Linked DNA regions of Mus musculus: region 2 is linked to region 1. Evidence: chromatin contacts called from public ChIA-PET data. All regions are on one chromosome and are shown on one strand. Each heading gives the region's core, a stretch centred on a gene start, on an enhancer-like site or on the middle of the called end of the contact. The rest is flanking DNA. Distances are from core to core; before and after follow the strand shown. Region 1 overlaps Gm40403 (a long non-coding RNA gene). Region 2 overlaps Dock4 (dedicator of cytokinesis 4).

The links. ChIA-PET counts read pairs in DNA pulled down with a chosen protein or histone mark.
Region 2: a contact with region 1 is called in an RNA polymerase II ChIA-PET map of memory CD8 T cells, with 39 read pairs. The contact joins two enhancer-like sites. A contact is called at or near these places in 5 of 39 promoter capture datasets (the C10 cell line, the HPC-7 cell line, embryonic stem cells and 2 more), 2 of 15 datasets of contacts at CTCF or cohesin (both in the NIH/3T3 cell line), 14 of 484 Hi-C or Micro-C datasets (CD8 T cells, DN2 thymocytes, the G1E-ER4 cell line and 10 more), 10 of 115 datasets of contacts at active chromatin or transcription factors (CD8 T cells, Th17 cells, bone marrow-derived dendritic cells and 6 more) and 2 of 9 other capture datasets (embryonic stem cells and liver).

The regions. Positions count from the first base shown.
Region 1 is chr12:40,240,828-40,247,772 of GRCm38.p6, forward strand. The region is part of intron 2 of Gm40403 (a long non-coding RNA gene); the gene reads right to left. Among named protein-coding and RNA genes, the nearest start is that of Gm40403, 3.8 kb to the right of the region's middle. Within about 2 kb of position 3,339, at least 55 of the 459 cell types and tissues checked have an H3K27ac peak or open chromatin away from gene starts, as enhancers often do. A contact at or near this core is called in memory CD8 T cells, where this site is marked.
Region 2 is chr12:40,533,452-40,540,396 of GRCm38.p6, forward strand. All of the region lies in intron 1 of Dock4 (dedicator of cytokinesis 4), which reads left to right. Among named protein-coding and RNA genes, the nearest start is that of Dock4, 91 kb to the left of the region's middle. Within about 2 kb of position 2,995, at least 84 of the 459 cell types and tissues checked have an H3K27ac peak or open chromatin away from gene starts, as enhancers often do. A contact at or near this core is called in memory CD8 T cells, where this site is marked.

The DNA.
Region 1 (6,945 bases), core at 2,089-4,588:
CACACACACACACACACACACACACACGTGTATATAAACTGATGACATGATCACTCTGTGGTATGGTTAAGGGGAAGATTTTTATCGGAGATATGAGAAAGAAGTGTCTGGAAGAGTCCAGAGCAGACAGAGAAAGAAGTACTCTGAACCTGGTCAGAAGATAGCCAGGACCATGTCAAGAGAGGGGGAAATAGCAAGGGGTACAAAATAGAAAAAAACAGTGAGAGGTGCAAGTGTAATAGAGAGACAGGCAGACAGGTACACACCACACACACACGCACGCACACACACACACACACACACACACACACACACACACACACACACACGGTGGTGGCAGGTCATCAGGAGAATGAGTAGCTATTGGGAAAGAAGCCCTGCGAGCTAGAAGGAGCTTAGGGGAGGGGAGGAGGGGAGAAAGGCAGGATGCTAGCATGGTACTTGTGATACTGAGGCAGCCTGGAGGCCAGCATGAGCTCTGGTATGCACATGGTATGCACAAAGGCACCACAGGTAGCCATATGTCCTTTCTGCCAGAGCTAGGAAAATGATTCCTTTGGGTAGATGAAAACCCGGTTTCACAAGTTGCTGAGGAACACTGGCTTTCCTCAGAACCAACCAGAGAGCCTCCTATAGTCCTTTGGAGTTTGAGGAACTGGAGTTTCCTTTAAACCTAACATCATACACACGCACACACATACACATGTGCGTGTGAGTGCAGCCTACTGAGTCCAATTACCAGTATGTACATGTGTTTAGGGCTGACTGCTTAAGGTTGGAAAACCTGTCCGTGGTAATCACTGGAGGAAACTGATTTACCCTCAGTAGCCACTGACTGCTTATAACACTGCCTAGCTCAGAAGCCGGGAAACCTTAGTCAGACACTGTGTCGTGTAAGCAGCTAGGGCTGCTCGGAGGAGGGGAGTAAGAGGTAAAATCCACTGCAAAAAGGTCTGCGTATCTTTGAAATCTTTCTAGTTCCCTTTATCTAGTTTACCTTCTTTGTCCTCTTTCACCTAGCTAACCACCAATAGAACAGAGACAAAAAAAAAAAAAAAGGACGAAAAGTGGCTAAGCATGAATTGCCTTGTTTGTGCCTGGGGCTCATTAGTGAAGATTCTGGACTGAAGAGAATATAATTTAGATTTATAATTAATAATCTTAACAGTATGTAATTTTGCTATTCTTTGTAGTTCTCTTAAGGGAGCAAGGGCCAGACTTCATGCTAAGTGTGACTGAAAGGAAGTTTGGTGTCCCACTAAAGTTCTCCTTCCTGCATGCTTCTGAAAATAAGGACTGAAGTGGTCTACCCCTCACCCCTAGCTTGGGGTTCATGCCCACTCAGGCCTTAGCAGGCACCAGCACTGTCACCTACCCACCCACCTCAGACTCCACCAAGCTTTTCTTTGGACCTTACTCTAGCCACTAACACACAGGATAACACATCCCCAAAGCCACACAGACACTGAAAGACCTGGTATAGGGAAGGGATTAAAGCTAGAGAAAACAGTATTTTCTCTTTTACACACACACACACACACACACACACACACACACACACACACACACACTGCTGCAACTGTTCAGCACTGCTAAGGACAAAATTCATTTTGCTTTCCCTTGGGAAATGAGTTGTTTGTGTTTGGACTTTTTGCCATGAAATCAGGTCTCATGTAGCCTAAGCTGGCCTTGAACCGTCTACATAGTTGAGGATGTTGCTGAACACTTGATCCTCCTGCCTCCAATTCCCAGTTGCTTGTGTCATATGGGTGACATGCGATAGCACATCTGGTTGGAAATGACTTTTTCTTTCTTGAGGGATGATGATGGTTATCCCCCTGTGGGTTGGCTGGTGTCACAAGCCTCACTTTGCCTCTGATCTCTACCAGCAACATGTTACAGGCCTGGAAGTGTGAAGAAGAGCCCCAGGAAAAATCTGGTAGGGGCCTTCACCACAGCACTCACAAGTGTCCTCTGAGGGAAACACGTCCTAACTTTATTTTACTTCTCTAGAACTTTCCCCGTGATAGTACCCGCTCGATATAAAACTGAAGGACTATCAACACACAGCGGAAGAGGCCTCCAGCTTTTGTAACACAAGGCTGAACAGAGCGATGCCTCAGCCCTAAATAAGAGCACTGTGAGAGTGAGACGTTTATTGAGATTACCGAGATAATAAATTGATACGACGAGAACCGTCTTAGTGTGTCTGAATGAGAATCTATCGAAGCAGATGGGGTCTTATGAGGAGAAAAAGCTTAGAAAGTGAAATTAGATTTCTCGTACATGACGGAGCAGCTGCTCAGATAAGAGAAGAACCCTCAGAAGTAATTTATCAGGTAACGATGTCGCTAACAACAATGATGAGGGAATGGGTCAGACCAGCCCTATGACTGCAGATGACAACAGGCTCTATTCCAGATATTGGGACTCCTGAATAATGAATATCCAAAGGCTTATATTCTAAAATGTAAGATGCCTTTGATTCAGCATCAATAAACAGAATTCTGAAGTGTGGTCACATGCCACGGTTAAGGGTGATGTTTGCCCAGTGTCAGATGGATTCTGTGGGAAGGAGACTAGCGAGAGCAGTCACTGCTGATCGATGGCTGGAGGGTCCAGAGAAAATGACCAGCAATCAAGAGAGCTGACGGAACTGCAGCTGTCTGGGGGTCAGGTGCTGATAGTGGAAGAGCTGGGAGTGGGTTTGGCAGGAGTGGATTCAGGTTTTGTGTCTGCAGTTAAGACCAACTGAAACAGGGTTGGGACCACTTTCAGAGAGAAAAAAAATATAGATTTTTAGAAGACAAAAATTTCAGGGCCACTTCTCCAGAGCCTTTGAAAAGGATCATGCAGGAGGCTCAGCTAAGTCTCAACGGTCTCAGAGAACCACCTCATGGGTCAGTCACTGTGACTTTTCTCATTACTGTTGACAACACGCTGGACAAAAGCAACCAAAGGAAGGAGGAGTTTTCTCCTGAGTTAAGAAGGAAGCCAGATCGGGGTGGGGGTGGGGAGTGAGGGGTGAGAAAACGACACATTATGTTAGTAGTCAAGACTCACAGAGTAGGCTGGGCGCTGAGGTCACTTGGTACATGGTTCTTGTTTAGTAACTGTCAGGCGCCCACTCAGCTTACAGGCGGTGCTGCCTGCTTTCAGGATGAGACTTCCCTCCCTCATCAGGTAAATCAGTTGATCTTGGCGAGATCTGACTCACCTAGAGGTGTGTCTCCTTGATGTCAAAGCCAGTTGATTAGACAGCAGAGATTAGACACACCGCAGTAAGAACAAAACCTCCAAGGCTGTTGCGCTCACAGGCTGGCCCTGGGCCAGAGCCCGGGAATGCTCCAGCTTTTGTAACACAAGGCTGAACGGCTTGTTCTTCCGCAGAATGGTGGTAGGCCTTGATTGATCTCCATTTTTTCTCTTTAGCCATTAGGTCTTTTTATTTCCTAAGCATCTCTCAAACTCATTTCCTTTCTTCATCCTTACCGTTAGGACCTGAGACCTGGTGATCACTCCACTTCTAAAACCCTCCAAATTGGTGCCTTTTCCACTCTCCCAGACTTTTTAGAATTATATTCTTCATCCCATGGCTCAGAATACTCCCTCTGCGGGTCTGACTCTATGACAGACACTTCCTAGGGCCTTCTGTGATCTTGCCTTAAACCTGTAGTTTTCAGGATCTGGCTTTAGCCTTTGCAAAGTGCCCAGAAACCTTTGTTAATTCTTTGAAAGTTCTCACATCTAAGTTTCTGCTTTCTGACTTAGACCACTAAAATCCTCCTTTTCCACAGCCCTCTTTATAATACTGCCTTTTCGGGTATGCTGATGGGTAACTTTATGTTTAAAATTTTAAAATCTCTATGCTTAAGGAAGCTATGAAGCAAAATTAGACCTCTAAATGTTAAGTTTTAATGAGGTTTAGTTTTGTTTGTTTGTTTGTTTATTGCTGTTTCTGTTTTCTAAACAAAAGCTTGTAACTTTGTATTCTCTGCCTTTATAAACCCCTGATGGAGGTGGATGGGCCCAGCATTGGCGAATCCCAAGTCCAGGTATAGACCTGGCACCAATATCTGAATAAAAGGCTCTTCTTTGTCGATATTTATTAATGCTCACTCAGACTGGGGAATCTCTGAATGACCCCAGACCCACACATACTGTAGAGGCCTTCTCTAACACCCACCTCTCTACGCTCAAGCCAGGACTTCCTCTGTAACCACACACACAGTACTCCATTGGGGCACTCAATATACCACGTTAAAAGCCCTTGCCTATGGCCGCTTTCCCCTCTCCTATTTCACCCATGCACCTGCAAGCCACATCTCGTTCATTTTTGTATCCCCAGAACTTAGCAGAATATAGGTCCTCACCACATCATTTTGAATGAATAAACAAACAAATGAATGACTGAGCCAGTCACACATAAGCCATCCTCTGTGACCAAACACAGAGGGACAAAAAGCAGAGAACTTAGACCTGGGGTGTACCCAAGTATATAGGTAGATGGAAGAAAGGAAGGCAAATAAATAAATAAATAAATAAATAAATAAATAAATGCAGGCTGCTGAGAATGTTTGCCAGAAAAGTAAGAGGATCCACAAGAATTGCATTGTCATTTTTGCTTTTAATCTGCAAGTTGTTTCTGGAATATATGCAAATTGCTTTTGGAAATGAGGCCCTTGGGATACTTGCTGAGCTGGTGTAATGGAAGGAGTCCCACTATTATACGGGACTTGGAGAGTGGCCCTGGTATCCTCCTCATGCCACCTCTGCTGCCTTGCCATCTGTGGCCAGCACTGATTTCAAACAGCAGTGAAAACAAGAGGAAGAAGGGACAAGCGACTAGCTTTAGGGAAGTCAGAGTTGCCTAAACTCCCAGACACGCCTGCCTCTAGCGTATGATGGTGCCTCTACTTATGTGTCAACACAGCCAAGGAAAACTTGGAAGAGTTTTAGCCACGAAAGGAAGAAAGTACAACTGAAGGGACTCTGGCCAGCTCCAGGGTGGCAAGCATGGCTCCGGCGGGCCTTGCCCTTCTCCCCCATTCCCTCTGCCTTGCTAAAAATCATTAGATTGCATTCTTCAAGCTAACCACCAAGGTCCATTCCCTTAGTTGGCCACTTTCTTCCTCCTAAGGCTGACTACCAAGATCCAGCTATCAAAGTATTGAAGTCGAGCAATCAAAAGACCCCTTGGCTCACCTAATTAACATGCCCAGTTAAAATTAAACACCTCATCCTAACACAGGGTTTCTCCTCATACCTTTATAAGCCTCCATTTGCCCATGGGACACATTTGTTCCCCTCTCTATCCTGAGGCAGTCCTTTGTCCCCGGGGGGGGGGGGGGGTGAAGAGTGAGACAAACACCCCTCCTCCCTCTCCCTAGTTCCCTTCTCTTTCTCCCTCATCCTCTATCTCCTACCTTTGTCCCTCTGGGGCAACTAAATCTCCTTTGTGCTGAGAACTTGGTCTTGGGGGTTCTGAGCCGATACTTTTCCTCTTAACAACCAGAGAGCTAATGTAGAAGGGGGGCAGGGGGATAGTCGTGAAGTAGAATTGGAATCAGAAACCAGGTTTCATGACAGTTATTGGGAACAAACCAGATTAAAGCAGAGCATTCATCAGGTTTAACGGTAGTTTAGGGCTGGTATGGAATTTCGTGGTCAGGATCTTATTTAAAAAAATAAAAATAAGTAAATGAAAGTCATGAAGTTAGAGTGCTAAGTATGAAGAAGTTTAGAACTGCAGAGTGGTTTTGCTTCACTTTGTTTTCCTCAAAGGAAGAATATCTAGTTTGTTTGACAACACCAGCAACAGAGAAAGAGATTCTTTTACATTTGGAGGCGTAAGCCTCCAAATTTTAGTCTTAAATCCAGGATACATCTGCTTACACAGCTGAAAGAAAGGAAAAAGGCAATTTAGAGAGAAAGAAAGCAGGCAGGTTGGGAAATGTAGATAACCCACCAGCTTTGTAAACACTGAAGCTTCCCACCTTGACCTGACTACACCCCCAGCCACGTTCATCTCAGAGCCATTCCTTCCTAGTCTCCAATTGGCAAAGTAAGAGACATCACTTATATAGGAAAGAGTATCAGTCTTCAGGAGAGACTGCCTCAGTCACCCTCGCCTCTCTATTTACACATTCTCAGTGCAGTACATAAAGGTCACTTTCTACATACCTACAGGTAAGGATAAGGAAAGAAGCAATAGCAATCCTTTGCCATCAGTGAGTTTGATTCTGACAACAATGTGTACAGCTGCTAACTTTTGGAAAGCAATGCCCTACCTCTGCCATTGCACTCAGTTACTGTAAATGTCTAACTTCAGAGAGTAAGAGACGGTGGGCACACAGTGTGCTGTATGCTTATCTAGTCTGCAGTATATACCCTCCTGTCTTAAGTGACTGGAAGAATCTAGACCTATAGTAAATCTACAGAATTCAAACTTGGAAAATGGAGGTAATAACACATGTTCACCTTGAGGAGCTATTAGGCGGTCAGTTCTCTTAGTCCTTGAACAATGTAACTGTAGTGGGCACTGAACTATTGCTATGCTAGCTCATGGAAGTAGTCCTAGAGATAGTTTTGTGCTAAAACTATCTTGAGTAAAACTGGTCTCTTCACCAGCTCCAAATTCCTACACAAGGTGCCTCTGAGCTAAAGGTTAACTCCCTGATCATTCAAGTGCTATTATTGCTGGCTTCTGTAAACAGTGCTGGCTTATAGCAGGTGTACTGAGAGCAACTGAGGGTTTTGTTCGTTTATTTGTTTGCCCTTAAAAATAACTAACTGGAGGTCAGGGCTGCTTCCTGATAATCAGCTTGGGACAGTCCCACCAGCGGTTACGAAAGACCCCAATTGAGTTATTCAGCCCATTCGTGGGGGGGTGGGGTTCTCTTCAAATATCACATAACATAACATCACTAAGCCTCCAGTTTCTCA
Region 2 (6,945 bases), core at 1,745-4,244, 290 kb after region 1:
TGGTGTGTGTGTGTGTGTGTGTGTGTATCTACATCTTCTCTCATAGTTATGAACTCAAAAGGAAAGAAAATCAGAACAGAACTTAATGTGCCTGCCTTCTAAATCTACACATTTTATTTTATTTTATTTTATTTTATTTTATTTTATTTTATTCTATTCTGCATTCAGTTGGCAAATGCTAAGCAAAGCCTGGGTGTCACCAGCCTGTTCCCTTTGCTCTCTGGGGAGGTGACATCACAGACCTCATTATGAAGACATGCTGCTCAGAATTGAATGTTCCTTGGAGATATGAAGCTGACATTGACTAGGTTAAGACTTTTGTAACTCCCATTCCGAATCCTATGACCCACTAGTGCAACTAGTGCCAGTTGCTCTGTCACTCACAGTCGCCTGGCAAATGACCCCTGTCTTGTCATGAATCTTTGCTGTGTGTTATAAAGAATGCCTGTCTCTTTGCATGCCGAGGGTACACACTCTTCATCCCCCAAAGTCTGGCTAAATGTCTCCGCCCTGGTGAGGTTTCTGTGTGGAGGTCATGTTGAAAGTTTTCCTTATAGCAGTTGAGAACACCAGTTGTTGAAGGAAGATTGCAGGGTCTTAACTCTTTGACAAACAGTTTTTTTATTAGAAGCCTTCCAAAGAGAAAGAGGCATTTGGTGTAATGTGCCAGAAGGGCCTGTGTTCATTTAAACCTGGACATATGCTATTTTGATTGCAGCACACCTCCGATTGCCCAGGTTGTATGTTACACTCTCTTTAGCTGCAATCTACATAAAAACCGGCCAGTGTCGCATGACTGTTCCCACGCTTCATGCGAACAGAGATCCAATGTGAAACCCTGTCAATAGCTATAGTGCTTGCATCTTGATTTTGGCTCTCATGATTATTACATTTGCTTTATCTTAAAAATGATTCCAGATGATTAAACTATTGTTAAAAATCACAGATAGAGGTCCCGTTCCGCAGCTTTCGGTCACGGTGTTTACTTTTTGTTTTGAAAGTACGTTGAGCTTTCATTGCTTTTTTATATTTATTTTCCGTACGTATTCCTCTGGGGTCCTTATTGTTACTTTTCTTAATTTTATTTGGGGTAAGGCTGAAATGAATAGAGGCTAGTTACTGAGAGCATGTACTTAGTATTTTTGTAAGAAATTAATTAATTTGAACACATCTTAGATCACCTCCCAAGGGGATAGTGACTTAAGACTTGTGCTAGCTGATTTAATCTCTCTCTATAGTCTCGGGTATGTTTCTGAGAACGGATACTATTTCCATATTTTTTTTTAATGATTCACAACATCATCTTTTGGGGATAATCTAAAGTGATGCATTTAGATTTCTTTCTTGTTAGAGCAGTTATCATTGTACCCAGCATCCTCCAGTGTTACTGATCTCATTGGGTTGAGCCCATTTACTGCTATGATAAGAATTTTTCCACCGAGCATTGGGTGAATTCTACACTATTCTGTATAATCTAGTATTCCTCCCTAGATCAGAACATTTTGAAAACTCTGCCTCATTTATTTTTTATATTCTTTCTATATTGCTCACCACGAATGTAAAACACAGTAGGTCATCTGGGTTTTTTTCCTTCTCATAAGAAATGCTGTATACTTATGTAGTCAAGTTATGCCACAGAGGGAATGGTGAGTGGGGAGCAGAGATTCCCACTTTTGATTCTCAGAACCTGGGGCGCAGCCAATTAATTTTCAATTTTGACACTTCCCTTGCAGAGAGCTAAGTTGCACCAGCCGAGGCTTGTGGATACATTCAGAAAAGCTGTAAAAGTTTGCAGTTGGTTGCTTGGTTGGTTTGTGTTTTTGTTTTGTTCTTTATTTTTTTTATTTACTTTTTGTACCATCTCACTGTAGAGGTGCCTACTGTCATGATAACCTTGCTAATGGGGAGCTCATGGCTCCTTAAAGAGTCATTCTCTTTCTACAGTGCACTCAAAAGTAATGCAGTGGTAATGCCATCATGGGCCACGGTTCAAAGTCCTGACCACACGGTAGCAGTAGAACGTCTGCTGTGCAGGTCCTGCAGTGAGACTGAGGGAGGATTAACTTACCTGACGCTGTTCACTGATTGCCACTGTTGTAGGCAAAACCAGAATGGATGTCTTTGCAGAGCCTGTGACACACTGTTGTCAGCAGGGAGAAGACTGGGGAGTGAGGTAGGGTATTGTAGAGTCCTGGGGAGGGTCATTTCTAGATGAATTTCTGCTGCGGGTGAGGTGGCTTTCTTACTACAGATCAATTCTCTGTTTTATGTTGATGTACAGGATAGGGTCTCAGAAAAAAAAAGGTTCAAGAATGTTCTTGAACACTTGTGGTTTTGTGACTCTAGGGGCTGGAGGAAGCTCTGAGTGGGTGAAGTCCTGAATATGTGTGCGCTGTTGCCAGGGGCACAGCCATGCCAAGAACCCCAAAGGAATGGCAAAGCCCCTGTCCCAGCCATGCTTCACCCCACCCCATGAGACTCAGAGGGATGGTGAACTTCACTCAGGGGACCAAATGAGCGCACTGACAGCTTTTGCAGACTGTTCCCCTAAAGAGACTGATCCTATGGAGGTTCACTAAACCTGTCTCCTTGCTCTACCATAAACTCTGCCTTCTCCTTTCTCTGACTTCAGTAACCCTGCCTCCTTATCCAGCTGTGTACAATCACCCTGCCTTCCTGTTCAGCTCTAGATGAAAGCACACTGAGCCTACAGGGTAAGCAGCTTCTCTGGATAGGAGCCCACACCACCCATTCCCAGCTTTCTGTCCGTGTGTCTCCAAGTGACATATAGACATCTGCCTTTCTGTCTTTTCTGCCTTCCTTTGATGCTCCAAGTGTGACACGTAACTCTGAAATTTTCTATGCGTATCATCTTTCCTCAGCCCTCACTATCTCAAGTCTGAGCCTTTTCATGGACACATGAAATACACTGTAGTTCTGGTTCCTCTGAGTGAATAGGGTTTCTGCCCCGCCCAGGAAACCAGACTGTGGTTTTCCTCTGGGTTTTAGGAGACTGGGCCTAGCCAGAAGAGGGGAGGGGACTCTGCAAGTGTGGTTAGCTTTCTCCTGTGAGCTCCAGTTCCTGTTCGCTTTCCACTCCTCCTGAACCTTGATTTTTTCCCCCCAGTCTTGTTCTGATTTTCTGTTTTATCTCCACGTTTAGGGATTATGATTTGAGAATTCAGAATAAAACTAAATACAGCGCGATCTTTTCCTGTTACAGCAGAAAATAAATAGGGTTCATAAAACTAAAAATGAGGGGCTGGAGAGATATCTCAGTGGTTAAGAGCACTGACTGCTCTTCCAGAGGTCCTGAGTTCGAATCCTGGCAACTACATAGTGGCTCACAACCATCTGTGATGAGATCTGATGCCCTCTTCTGGTGTGTCTGAATACAGCTACAATGTATTTATAATAAATAATTAATTAATTAATTAATTAATTAATTAAAAAAAACTAAAAATGAGACTTTTATGTATTTTGAGTTAACTTTGTAGATTTAAAAAAATATAACTTATTTATATTATTCATATGTGTGTCTGTCTGTCTGTCTGTTTCTCTGTCTCCATGGATGTGGACATCAGATGACAGCTTGTGAGAGTCAGTCCTGGGGACTGAACTCAGGTGACCAGGCTTGGTGCCTTTAGCATGGAGCCACCTGGCTAGTATGACTTTGTAGGTTTTTTAAGTGGATTATATACAGTACTACTTAAATTCAAACATGTACTTAAGTCAGTATAACTAGAGATGGGCAGTGGCATCTGTGTGGGTTTGTGGGAAATGCTAATTTTTTTTTTCGAGACAGGGTTTCTCTGTATAGCCCTGGCTGTCCTGGAACTCCCTCTGTAGACCAGGTTGGCCTCGAACTCAGAAATCTGCCTGCCTCTGCCTCCCAAGTGCTGGGATTAAAGGCATGTGCCACCACTGCCTGGCCCTAAAATATTTTTAAGCTCCATATTTTATTAATAACTTACAATTTTCATTAGTGTGAGTTGGGAGCTTTAAAGGGTTAATCCATTCATAAATATTAATCTCTGACATGGAGAATGTTTGACGTGTTTAAAGGCATCTTTCTAGGTGTTTGGGCATGTATTAACTCTGTTATTCCTTATGACATATTATAGATCATTCATATTGCTCTAACAAAAATGCTATATAGTCTTAGAAGCTTAAGCAGCAAGTATTTCTGGAACCCAGAAAAGGTGCTGCAAATGTAGAGTCTAATGAGGGCCAGCATCTTGGTTTGTAGGTAGTTCCTTCTTTAGGCCTTCTATGGCATGAGTTCCTATTTATGAAGACCCTATTCTCTTACAAATGTACTACAAATCTGTCTTAGTTGATTTTCTATTGTGATGAAGACCATGACCAAAAGCAACTTGGAGAGGAGATACTATATGTTAGCTTACAGTTGTAGACCATCATGATGGGACATCAGGGTAGGAGGAACTCAAGGTAGAACCTTGAAAAAGGGAATGGTGCAGAGCATGAAGGAATGCTGCCTACTGACTTGCTCCTCATGGCTTGCTCTGCCTTCTTTCTTATAACCCAGGGCTACCTGCCAGTGAATGGCACAACCCCAGTAGGCTGGATTGTCCTTCATTAATTATTAATCAAGAAAATGCCTTTCAGATTTGCCTCAAGGCATTAGGATGGAGGCATTTTCTCAATTGAGGTTTCTCTTTCCAGGCAATTGCAATTTGTGTCAAGTTGACAAAACATTTCACCAGGAATCTGAGGCAGGCAACTCACCATGTGCATTTCGAGGAGACCCAAGCCTTCTTTCTGTCAGGGCGCCTTCCCCATGGCCACTGGGCTAGACAGTGGGGGGACTAGCCCTTGAATGCCTGCCTTATTCTCTGGACTCTTCCTTGTTCATGGTTTTGTGTTGTCTGTCCTAGGGCTTCCAGCATTACACAGGGTCTTCTTGTCCTTTCTTCAACTGCTTGTCAGTTTCTCGGTCACCTGCTCACCAGATACACAAGCAGTTCACAGACTGACTAGAAAATAGCAGAACTGAGATCTGCAGGCAGAAAGTACTCGTGAACCTCAGGAAAGCCTTGGGGCGCTGTCATTGGAGGACGGTAGAAGAGGACCGAGGCCAGGAAGACAGTAAGAACAGTTGCTCATCAAGTATAGAAAGCCAGAGTGCTGGGATAAGGGGCAGCTTCGATTTGAGGACAAGAGGAAGATGAATGTTTTTGCTGGTTTAAAAAAGGTAAAGCAGTTATGGTTGGAAAAAGGGATGTTCTGGAGTTGAAAAATACCAAAAGGCCTCATTTAGAGAGATTTCATCATGTGAAAAGTTATAAAACAATAAATATAAAATTAAGCCCAGAGAATTGCTTTGGGAAGTTGGCACTGGGTCATGCTGTTTTTTTTTTTTTTTTTTGGTCTGTCGGTAGCCTCTGTAATAAGCCTTTTTATTGGTCCCATTTATCTTTTGACATAGAAGTGCTTGATGCTAAGCCGTCACGTGTAAAATCAAGCTTTGCTTTTTATGGCGTATGTCTCACTCTCTAGGGCTGGGGCTATGGCATAGTCTGGGTCACTGTTGCCTTGATTCAAAAGACATTTTGAGTAATAAATATTATGGGTGAATTTCGTAACTAGCCTGTGAAATGTACAGTAGTAAATCACCGTAACTTTCCCTTGGTGTAATGCAGCAGAAGTTATGTTGATGGTGTGTGTGGCTATGATAAAATTGCTTGTTAGTTCTGAATAGATGACTGGTGTGTGTGTGTGTGTGTGTGTGTGTGTGTGTTCACCATAATAATTCCCATCTTTAGAAGTAGTGCTCGTAGATCCTAGCCCTGAGCAGGAGGAAGAGGCAGAAGAAAAGAAGGAGGAAGAGGAAGAAGAGGAGGAAGAGGAAGAGGGGTGGGTGGGAAGAACAGGGGTTCATGGTCATTCTGCTCTACATGGGGTTCTGTGTCAACTAAAAAAAAAAAAAAAAAAGAATCCAAGTGATGCTCAAAGTGGACTTCTTTCCATTCTATGTGTCTTTTTCCATCCTTCCCTATATCACTCTGAAATTCAGTTCCTAGAATCTTCTGACAATAGATGGCTGCCCTTTCTTTTGAAATTTCTCAAAAGAAATGTCTGTGTACTTGGTAATTGAAATCTGAATTCAAAAGTCACTGTGTAATATATGATCCATTCCTTATGGAGGAATTTTTTCTGAGTGCTTCTTTTAGTTCACATGATGTGTGTGTGTGTTTTCATTCTGTATATCTGCTAGTGTGTGTGTGTGTGTGTGTGTGTGTGTGTGTGTGTGTGTGTGTGTGTGTACATGAATGTGTATATTGTATATATGTGTTGAGACTGGAGGTAAATGTTGGTTGACCTTCTTGATAGCTCTCCACCTTATTTTGTGAGACTATCTCTCACTGAACCTGGACCTCACTGATTCAGATAGATTGGCTGGTCTGTGACCTCTAGGGATTTCCCTCCCCCCTTCTCTCCAGCCTTGAATTATAGTCATTATATGTGGGTTTTCAAGTTCAGGGGAATCTCCATTAATGTCTTTATGCTTACACAGTGAATGCTTTACCTGCTGAGCCATCCTTTCTGCCCCATCCATTTGTTTATCTGGATATGTAGCAATAGAGAGAAATACAGCTTTTATTTGTAAGTTGTCTTTGTTAGGGTTTTACTGCTGGGAACAAACACCATGACCAAGACAACACTTACAGGGACAAGATTTAATTGGGGCTGGCTTATGGGTTCAGAGGCTTAGTCCATTATTATCAGAGAGAGAACTTCCAGGCAGGCACAGTGTAGGAGGAGCCAAGAGTTCTACATCTTCATTTGAAGGCTGCTAGGAGAAAATTGGCTGCCAGACAGCTAGGATAAGTGTCCACCCCAACAGGGATACACTCACTCCAACAGTGCCACATCTACTCCACTGAGGACACTTCTCCAAATAGTACCACTCCCTGGGTCAAT